Linked DNA regions of Hordeum vulgare: regions 1 and 2 are each linked to region 3. Evidence: chromatin contacts called from public Hi-C data. All regions are on one chromosome and are shown on one strand. The core of a region is the stretch at or near the end of the contact, and the rest is flanking DNA. Distances in the headings are between cores, read along the strand shown. Region 1 has its middle 89 kb from the start of LOC123412363. Region 2 holds the start of LOC123411191 (transcription factor GAMYB-like). Region 3 has its middle 110 kb from the start of LOC123408874.

Evidence for each region. A called contact is a pair of places that touch in the nucleus more often than the background predicts.
Region 1: a Hi-C map of leaf shows a contact between it and region 3, with 3 times the contacts expected there. The contact joins two enhancer-like sites. A contact is called at or near these places in 2 of 6 Hi-C or Micro-C datasets (leaf and seedling).
Region 2: a contact with region 3 is called in a Hi-C map of leaf, with 4 times the contacts expected there. The contact joins the promoter of LOC123411191 here to the enhancer-like site in region 3. A contact is called at or near these places in 2 of 6 Hi-C or Micro-C datasets (both in leaf).

What each region holds. Positions count from the first base shown.
Region 1 is chr7H:526,401,093-526,403,955 of MorexV3_pseudomolecules_assembly, forward strand. No RefSeq gene overlaps it. Among protein-coding and RNA genes, the nearest start is that of LOC123412363, 89 kb to the left of the region's middle. Within about 2 kb of position 1,544, at least 2 of the 3 cell types and tissues checked have open chromatin away from gene starts, as enhancers often do. A contact at or near this core is called in leaf, where this site is marked.
Region 2 is chr7H:526,838,167-526,841,219 of MorexV3_pseudomolecules_assembly, forward strand. LOC123411191 (transcription factor GAMYB-like) reads right to left here and starts at 1,424. Exons shown (of 6, transcript XM_045104131.1): 1 at 1,321-1,424; 2 at 695-1,170. The coding sequence starts at 1,120.
Region 3 is chr7H:526,637,812-526,640,727 of MorexV3_pseudomolecules_assembly, forward strand. No RefSeq gene overlaps it. Among protein-coding and RNA genes, the nearest start is that of LOC123408874, 110 kb to the right of the region's middle. Within about 2 kb of position 1,455, at least 1 of the 3 cell types and tissues checked has open chromatin away from gene starts, as enhancers often do. A contact at or near this core is called in leaf, where this site is marked.

The DNA of each region.
Region 1 (2,863 bases), core at 294-2,793, 240 kb before region 3:
TTCTGTAACTGGACGTCTCATATTCGTTCCAATCGCCTAGTCATTGAACGGACGCAAAATGACCACAAAACCGGACCCGTTAAATCTGGCTCAAATGCGTGGACTGGCCGACACTCCCTTTATCTAACCCACATCTGGGCGGATATGAGACGTTCAGAAGCATCCGGACATGCCCGTCATGTAGGACCAGATCCACCTGACCACACATAAATTAGACCCTCTCCGCACTCCGCATGAAAGCCTATCCTCATTGCACTCCACTCCACTCGACTCCACTCCCCTCTGTCCAAAAGCTCTCGTCCTGCGTTCTTCGACATTCTCTGGCATAATGGGCAGCGGATCCGAGTCCTAAACCTCTTAATTCATTGACCCAAAACTTGTCCGAGATGGCCTTGAGGAGGAGATGGCCATCTGCCTTGCGCTCCATCGCTCCCGGGAGGAGTCTGCCCAACGACAACGCTGAGACTGCATTTGACGGGAATCCCTTGCGTCCGCCCAAATGACGCATGGATCCGGAACCACGACAGTCCATGCTGCCTCATCGGAGGTGCTGCGGTACATCCGGCGTCCAAACGTCGTGGCGGATGCGCAACCCCTCCCTTGGCGCGCTGAATTGGAGATGCACACACACTTCACGTCCAACGCAAATATGGTGCGGCATGTCCGATATGGAAGCACGGATATCGACAAAGAAGAGTAGGGCATGAGAGACGGCTGCGTCGCAAGTCCCGTGAGCTGATGTGTGTCCCATGTTCTACTCGATCTGTCTGACGATCACGTCAACACTCCGAGGAGCGCACTGGCCACCGGACATGGACATGGCCGGGACAACAAGAACGGTCGCTGGTGTAAATTTATAGTTTTAGGGTACATGTAATGTAATCATATGGATTTGATGATTTCTAAATAAGGTATCCGTTTGTGGAAATATTTTTTTATGTGCTGACCAGTCATTGTTGGACGTTCACGGGGAGGAGGGGGGAGGATTTTGTGAGTGGTTGTAGATGGGCAGAATAGAACGTACGTTGTCTTGTACTGCAACCGATTGGCATGCATGTCAGCATGTACATTACTCCGTACTAGGCTATTGGAATCAAGTAGACAACGTGCTAGCTGGTCTCCAAGCTCCACTAGATAGGAAAATCATTTTTTTGGGGTAAAGTATAGCTTTATTACGCGGACAAGTTGGGCAATTCGCCCATTTCAACAACAGCGACCTGTTCAGCTACATCATCTTCCCATAGGAAGGCCCCATTGGCATTACATTGGTAGCCCAACTTCCCCAGCTGATTACACACCCGAATATCACACTTGGAGAACCACAGACGCCGCTGCACCTGCAGGTCTCCACTCTCCACGAAACGACGGAGATACGTTATATACTCGTACATCATTCTACATGGAACACTATTATTACTCACGAAATATCTGGGCCACAAATCATGGCGCCGTGACCACAAATCTCCCTATGGGGCCGTCGAATCACGAGCCATGCAAAGGGAACGACAATTATTGGCGCGACCCTCATATCTAGCTTCAAGCTAGCTAGAAATGGAAGAGATGAAATGGACGGGTGAACCATGCGTGTATGTCTGGTACTTAGGAAGAGCATCTTCTTCCCACCAGTCACCACTAAATTGGCAAGAAGTATCTTGGGCATCGGATGGCCACACATTTTCGACTGGCCAAGATACATGTGATTGCAACACACAAGCACTGAAAATATGTTGCCAACCACACTATGGTCCTGTTTCTTTGGGTTTTTTACTTCTGCTTTTGCAGCCTTTTCATTTTGACCAAAAAAACAAGAAAATTTATAAATTAGAGCTTTTATGACTTTTGAAACTAAATACTGTTATATTGATTCATAAGCAAAAGCTGAAGCAAAAAACACCTATTTAGGAGTTTTTATGGATTTTTGATCAAAGTAAAAAGCTGCAAAAGTAGAAGCAAAAGTTCAACCAAATAAGGCATATGACACTACACTACCTTGAGATTTGGTGTCATACAAGCCGAAAATTCGCAAGGGACACAAGTTAGGGGGCACACACATGCTTAGCCTTGTCGGGCCGCACGATTGCTCCGTGATCTGAAAACTTGTTTGACTCCTTACATGATTTTAAGTTTTATTTTCTCAAACTTAGTGAATTTGTCTTTTGTTTGTGTTAAGTTTCAGACATACTTTATGAAGTTTCTAAAACTCTTAAAATGTATTCAAAAGTGGTTTTATTTCAAATCCCTCGTTACAAGGAACATGAATATGCAAACAAAACTTAAATATAAATTTTGGTTCAAAAGATATAACAGATACAAATGTGAAAACCAAAAGATAATTGAGGTCGATGTGTCCATGCATGCATGCCATAAATCGCCTCCCTCATACAATCCCCAAACCTCATAATCAATTTTAACTTCTCAAATTTTGAGGAGTTGATTTTTTATTCTTCCAACACCCTTCCCTTATGCTAAACTAACAACACAATTGGACCCCATATGAAACTCTCCCACATCTTGTTCTTCCCTCCTTTCTCAAAAGGCCCCTCCGGCCACAACCCTCGCCCACATCGTGTCACCAACGTCTGCTAGAGCCCTTTCTCGCAACATGCCCGTACATCACAACCACCCACCCACCCCCGCGTATCCAGTCTCCTCATCGTCCCACCGGTGAGACGCCTAAGGCCATCCACCGCCTAGAGGAAGCGCTCGGCCTATCCGATCCACACCGTCGCCTGGAACCATGACATCTCGTCCTCCTCACCCCCGCGAGCGCGGACACCTTGGAGTCTCATTGAGTTAGTGATGACCCACAAGTACAGGGGATCAATCGTAGTCCTTTCGATAAGTAAGATTGTCGAACCCAAGA
Region 2 (3,053 bases), core at 174-2,673, 200 kb after region 3:
CTCTTAGAACTGTCACCCAAAGAGTCGACCCCTTGCATGGATTAGTTAGCAAACCAGTCTGATTGAACAACGAATCACTACGACTTGGTAACAGAATCGCATGGATTAGCAGAGCACAAACCGGTACTTCAATTCAATAACAACTTTCTTATTTCCCGGCAGCCTAGCAAAATTTCTCTCAAAAATACAGTACCTACCTATTAGGGGAAAACGACATAAATTTTTTTGAATGAAAAAAACGACATAAATTCTACGCATGTACTGTATACACTAGGCAAACTGTCTGACCAAGAGCAGTGTTCCCCCAACCCAATCAACCAAAGCAAATCATCACCAATCTAGACTAACGAGAGAAGAGCAATGGATTAAGTGGCTACCCGATCAAGAAGCATGTATATATAATACTCCCTCCGTCCTAAAATAAGTGTCTTAAGCTTAGTACTCCCTCCGTTCCTAAATATAAGTCTTTTAAGATATTTCACTAGGGGTCTATATACGGATTAAAATAAGTGAATCTACACTTTAAATTATGTCTATATATATCCGTATGTAGTCCACTAGTGAAACCTCTTTAAAGACTTATAGTATTTAGGAACTGAGGGAGTATAACTTTGTACTAAGCTAGTACAAAGTTGAGACAGTTATTTTGAAACGGAGGGAGTATATAATACTCCAGCAGAGCGAGCAAACTTACAACGGACGCCATCTTAGCCCACTTGTTCCCGTGCAGCGCATGAAGCTCGATGATCCTCTGCTCCTCCTCCTCGGAGAAGGGGCCCTTCTTGAGGTTGGGCCTGAGGTGGTTCGCCCAGCGGAGGCGGCAGCTCTTGCCGCACCGGTTCAGCCCGGCGTTCCTCTGGACCCGATTCCAGTTACCCTCGCCGTGCGCCTCCACGTAGGTCCTCAGCCGCTGGTCCTCGTCGGACGTCCACGGCCCCTTCTTCAGCGGCGGCCGGCTGGCTACCGCGCCGCCGGTCCCGACCGGAGCCCCGCCTTCCTCTTCCTCGCCGTCGCTGACGTCATCCTCGGTCTCATCGTCGTCGCTGCTGCTGCGCGGCGGCGAGTGCACCTCCTCCTTCAGCATCTCCGGCAAGTCGAGCGCGGCGTCCTCCTCTTCCATCTTCAACCCCGTTCGTGGCCGAGAGGCCGCAGCACAGCCGCGCCAGCTCCCTACCAAATTGAGAACAGAGTGGAGGAAATGCATCAGCAATAAAATCCAATCTACAGCTAAATTCACTCCAGCGCAATCCAACCAAGGCCAATTAAATTCGACGTTATCGAATCGAATCTAGGAAGATTGATCTCGGGTGCGGTGCTCACCGTGGAGAGGAGGGGCTTTGGAGCGACCGATCTACCGCGTGCGGCGGCGGCGCAGAGTGTACAAGGGAGGGAGGGTGGGAGGGAGAGATAGACTCGCGATGGCTTTGGAGTGCGCACGCGTAGTACTAGGAGATACTCCAGATCATAGATAGATAGAGGTAAAAGTCCAATTTCGAATGGAGCGGGTTCACGGGCCCGCGTATTCGGCCCGAGAATGGAGCGGTGGAAGAAACAGCAGAGTGCTTCTGACGTCGGGCGCGCGTATGTATCGCTTATAGCGAGAGGTAGGGTTCGCTTGCGTCAGGCGCCTAACTAGGCCAGCCCAACGCGCAGGTGGCAACTGCCTCCTTTTTTTCTGTTTTCTTTAACGTTTTATATGTTTTCGTTTTCTTCTTCTTTATGTTTTCTTTATACTAGCACTAGCAAATATGCCCGTGCGTTGCAACGGGAGACAAAAGTATTACGTTATAGTCAAATAAGTATGGCTCAATACCCCGACATATGAGCATCCTCTATGTTTGTACTTAACACCGTGGCCCATCATGTTGCCACTTATCTTTTCTTCCATCCTCGTCAATGATGGTCGTGGTTAAATTTTGTTGATTGATGCCCACTAACTTTTTTCTGAAATGCATGGACAGTTTTTTACTCAGTCTATGAACTTTTTTTAAATGGGGAATAAATTTTGAAATTCAAGATTTTTTTAGTTTTTCTTAACGTTATTTTTACTTCATAGACATTTTCTTTGAATTCACTAATATGTTTTGGATAAATGGTCATTTAAAAACCATGAACATTTTATATTTGCTGAATATATTTTTCGAAATTGTGAATCATTTTATAACATGTGAACAGTATTTAAAAATCATCAATTTTTTAAACCGTGAACGTTTTATTATTTCCTGAACCTATGTTTCAATTCCCAAACATTCTATGGTTTCATGAACAATATTTTTCAGAACTCAAAAAATTGGAATTTTGAAAAATCATGAATTAGTTTAAAGAAGTACAAAATAAATGGTATAATAAAACATGGGCTAGTCCATGAACTCGTGTTTGCTGCTATAAAAAGATAAAATCAGTGTCCATGTGATCAAGTTTTGTCGATTGATGTAAACTTATCTTTTTTCTAAAATGCATGAACAGTTTTTTATTCAGTGAACATTTTTTGAATTGATGATTTTTTTGTAAATGGGGAACAACTTGGGTATTCGATTTTTGAAAATTCATAGACATTGTGTGAATTATTTTATAATATGCAAACATTTTTTAAAACCATCAGCATTTTTTGAATCCGTGAACATTTTCTGATTTTCTGAACCTTTGTTTTAATGTCAAGACATTCTATGATTTCATGAACATTTTTTTCAAAACTAAAAAAAAATAGAATTTTGGAAAATCATGGATTAATTTAAAGAAAAAAACATATTGAAATAATAAAACATGGGCTGGTCCATTAACCCATGTTTGCTGCTATATACAAAGAGAAATAATAGGGATGAATAATTGTGTGCCTACCAGGGGTCAAACCTGGGTGTGCTGTGTGGAAGGCAGCCGCTCTAGTCACCACACCAAGCGCCTGCTCAAGATTTTTAGTTCTCATATTTCAATAACTGCACGCCGCGACGACGACTTTGACAAAAAAAATTGGACCGTTTTTTCACTTATGGATGGCATAGTGGGTAATTTAAGCCAACTTTCAGAACATTTTTAATGACGTACCACAAAAGCAA
Region 3 (2,916 bases), core at 205-2,704:
TAAATCAGACCCGTAAAAAAGGATATTCGTAAAAAAAATTTATTTTACGGATCGGCAATGCAGGGTCTTCTCGGACGCCACCGCGTCGACCCGCAAACCAAAGACCCCATAAATTAGAATTACTAATGTGCAATATAAGTAAAATGTTAATATTACAATACAATAATCATTCAAAGTACAATAATTATTCAAATCACCGTAGCATCAACATCTCGTTCCCGAGATGGCGATTTCGAGGAAAATGCAAAGTGGCCGACGTTCCATCCTCGCCGCCTCTTTCGGTTCTCTTCTTCGTGCTCCTTCACAGCAAGGGCCATCACCAAACTCTGCTGGCGAAATGTGAAAAGCACTGTCTCAACATTTGAGTCATCCGAATCGGATGAATCCTCGAGCAAAAACTTCTCGCATAGTCTCAACTCCATCTCCAACGGTAGCTCTCCGACCGCGGTGGATTGGCGGATCCGGGGGAGTCGGTGCAGTGGCTCGGCGGAAGACGGCAGGGGCGCCCTCGCGACGCAATTCAGTCCGCAGATTTGGCGGAATCGTCGGCGGCGGACGGGCGGAACCAATGGCAGGGCGGCGGCGAAGGGGGTGGGGAAAGGGCGCGAGCTGAAATGTCCCTCCCACCAAATGTTTTCCTGGGATAAAAGGCACCGTATAGGCGAGGCGGAAACATGTGTTTTCTCGGGGGTCTGGGAGGGGATTTTGCTGCGCCATCAAAAAAGTTTACGGGTCGGACGCTTTTGCGGGGTCTGATCGGACAACATTTTCGCGCAGACCCGTATTTTGACGGTTATTTTGCTGGTCGGAGTATTATACGAGGTCTGCTAGAGATGCTCTGATAGTATGAAAAATGCCGATACCCGAATACAAACAACTAGCAATGGAAACATTTGACCGAACGCCATAAACCGAATTAATAGAAATATATGTCAACTCGATTTAGCTTGGTTCTATGATTTTGGGTGTAAAACTTTTCACCTTGAATTATAAAAACCCCTCCAGTCCACGTTTGTTGTCTTTCATATGTATCTAAACATATTTGAAAGGTAGATACATTTGTTTGAATGATAATTAATATAAATTAGAGGTGGCACAACAAAGCGCGAATTGCACTTTAGTAGGGAGCTATAATTTCGGACAAGTGATAGAGATGTTTTAAAGTAGACATTTCGAACTTCCAATCCAAGCAAACGACGTAAGGATAAGCCCTAGTTGTTGTAGTACTTGTAGAAGAATATATTTTTTTGGAGGGTAGTAATAGTATGGAAGAATTGGTTTCATTATTTGTTAACTGGAGCCCTCAAATGTTTTTCTATTTATATTCGTGTTTTAATATTAAGCTGATTCATATAAATATTTGATATGTCAAAATCGTAGTTGTAATTAGAGTGGTTAAGAAGGTCTATCTGTCTACATCTTTTGTGTCTCGCCAACATTTCAAGGGTCACATGATTAACAACGCATGGATACAAAGATGCTAGCATTTTCTGTCGAAAAGCTTCCTGAAATGCGGGTCACTCTCACAAATCAGGTGGACCCAAATGGTGTGGCACAACTTTAAATGAAAGTGACATTGCTTTTTTGTGAAAGTGCCGACAAATGAAACATCTTGATTATTCAAGAACATCAACAAACCGAACGCCTTAAATCGGTCTCAAACGTGTGAACGGGTCGACAGACGGATCCCTCACCGCTCAAAAAAACCGACCCATCCGGGTATCTCAAACCGGCCTTAAAAAGCAGGGTGGATATGCGGCATGCCCGGGCTCGTCCCCCACGTTAGCAGGACCCACCTTCGACCTCACATTGTCCCCACGGAAACCCTTAATCCGAAAACCCTTGCTCACTTCACTCCGCTCTCGCTCTGTCTCTTCTTCTCCCCTCCTGTGATTTTTCCGATTTTGATCCAATCCGACGACTCTGACGAGCATGTTGAGCTCCAGCTACCGCTCCGACTCCGAGCTTGTTGTTGACGAGGAGTTGGCCCTCCGCATTGCACTAGAGCGGTCAAAGGTGGCCACAGGGAGCAATTCCGGATGTGCCTTATTGCCGCTCCCCGGCTTGTGCTTTGCGGACAACAGAGCTGGCCCCTTGCGGCCCGTGCGCAGATCCGTGTCGCCCCTCCGTCATCCACCTTCTCCGTCGGCCGTTGCTCCAAAGGGTAGCAATGGGTGTTAATGCATGCTTTGCGGGCCTAGCGAACAAGGGAGAGGGACGCGGATGGGTAATTCATTCGTCGCCAATGTGGGTTGCTCATAGTATCCGACGAGGAGGAGCGATTCCTCGCTTGGTTCTACCGTTGCTTTCTTACACGGCGAAGGCAAACGCTTACCGGCTCCAGAGGAAGAAGGGCAATGCGCTTTGGCTAGCCATAGTCGGAGCGTGAGGCGGCGAAGACAATGGTGGAGGCAGTGACAAAGGCGGCGAGGGTGGCCCAGCTCAAGCGGCAGCAGTACGGGCCATCCGACAGATAAGGGCCTCTTGGCATCTCTGATTCCTCCTCGGGCGACGACAACGATCACGGCTCCATGTCCGACGACTCCAATGGTCCGCCAGCTGCGACGGACGCCTACAGTTATGCTGACGACCGGAAGGGCAAAGGGCTGACAAGGAAGATGTTCCTCCTCCGTTTAATATTATCATTTTTTAGTAATTTTAGTTCAGAACTTGGCAGGTGATTAATTGTGGTGATCTTTGGATGCTGTAGAGTGCATTATGTGTATTTGTATTTCGTTGTTCGTGTTGCCGATTTCTATGCCCGCTGTTTGATTTGTGTAGACTACTTCACGTTGCATGAGTAGTATAAATATACGGTGTCGGACGTGACGTATGCGGTTGTGTGGTCGAGAATTTGAGATTTAACAGGTCACTATCCGTGAACGAGTAGTGAGCCAGATTTGATAACTGTGGTGG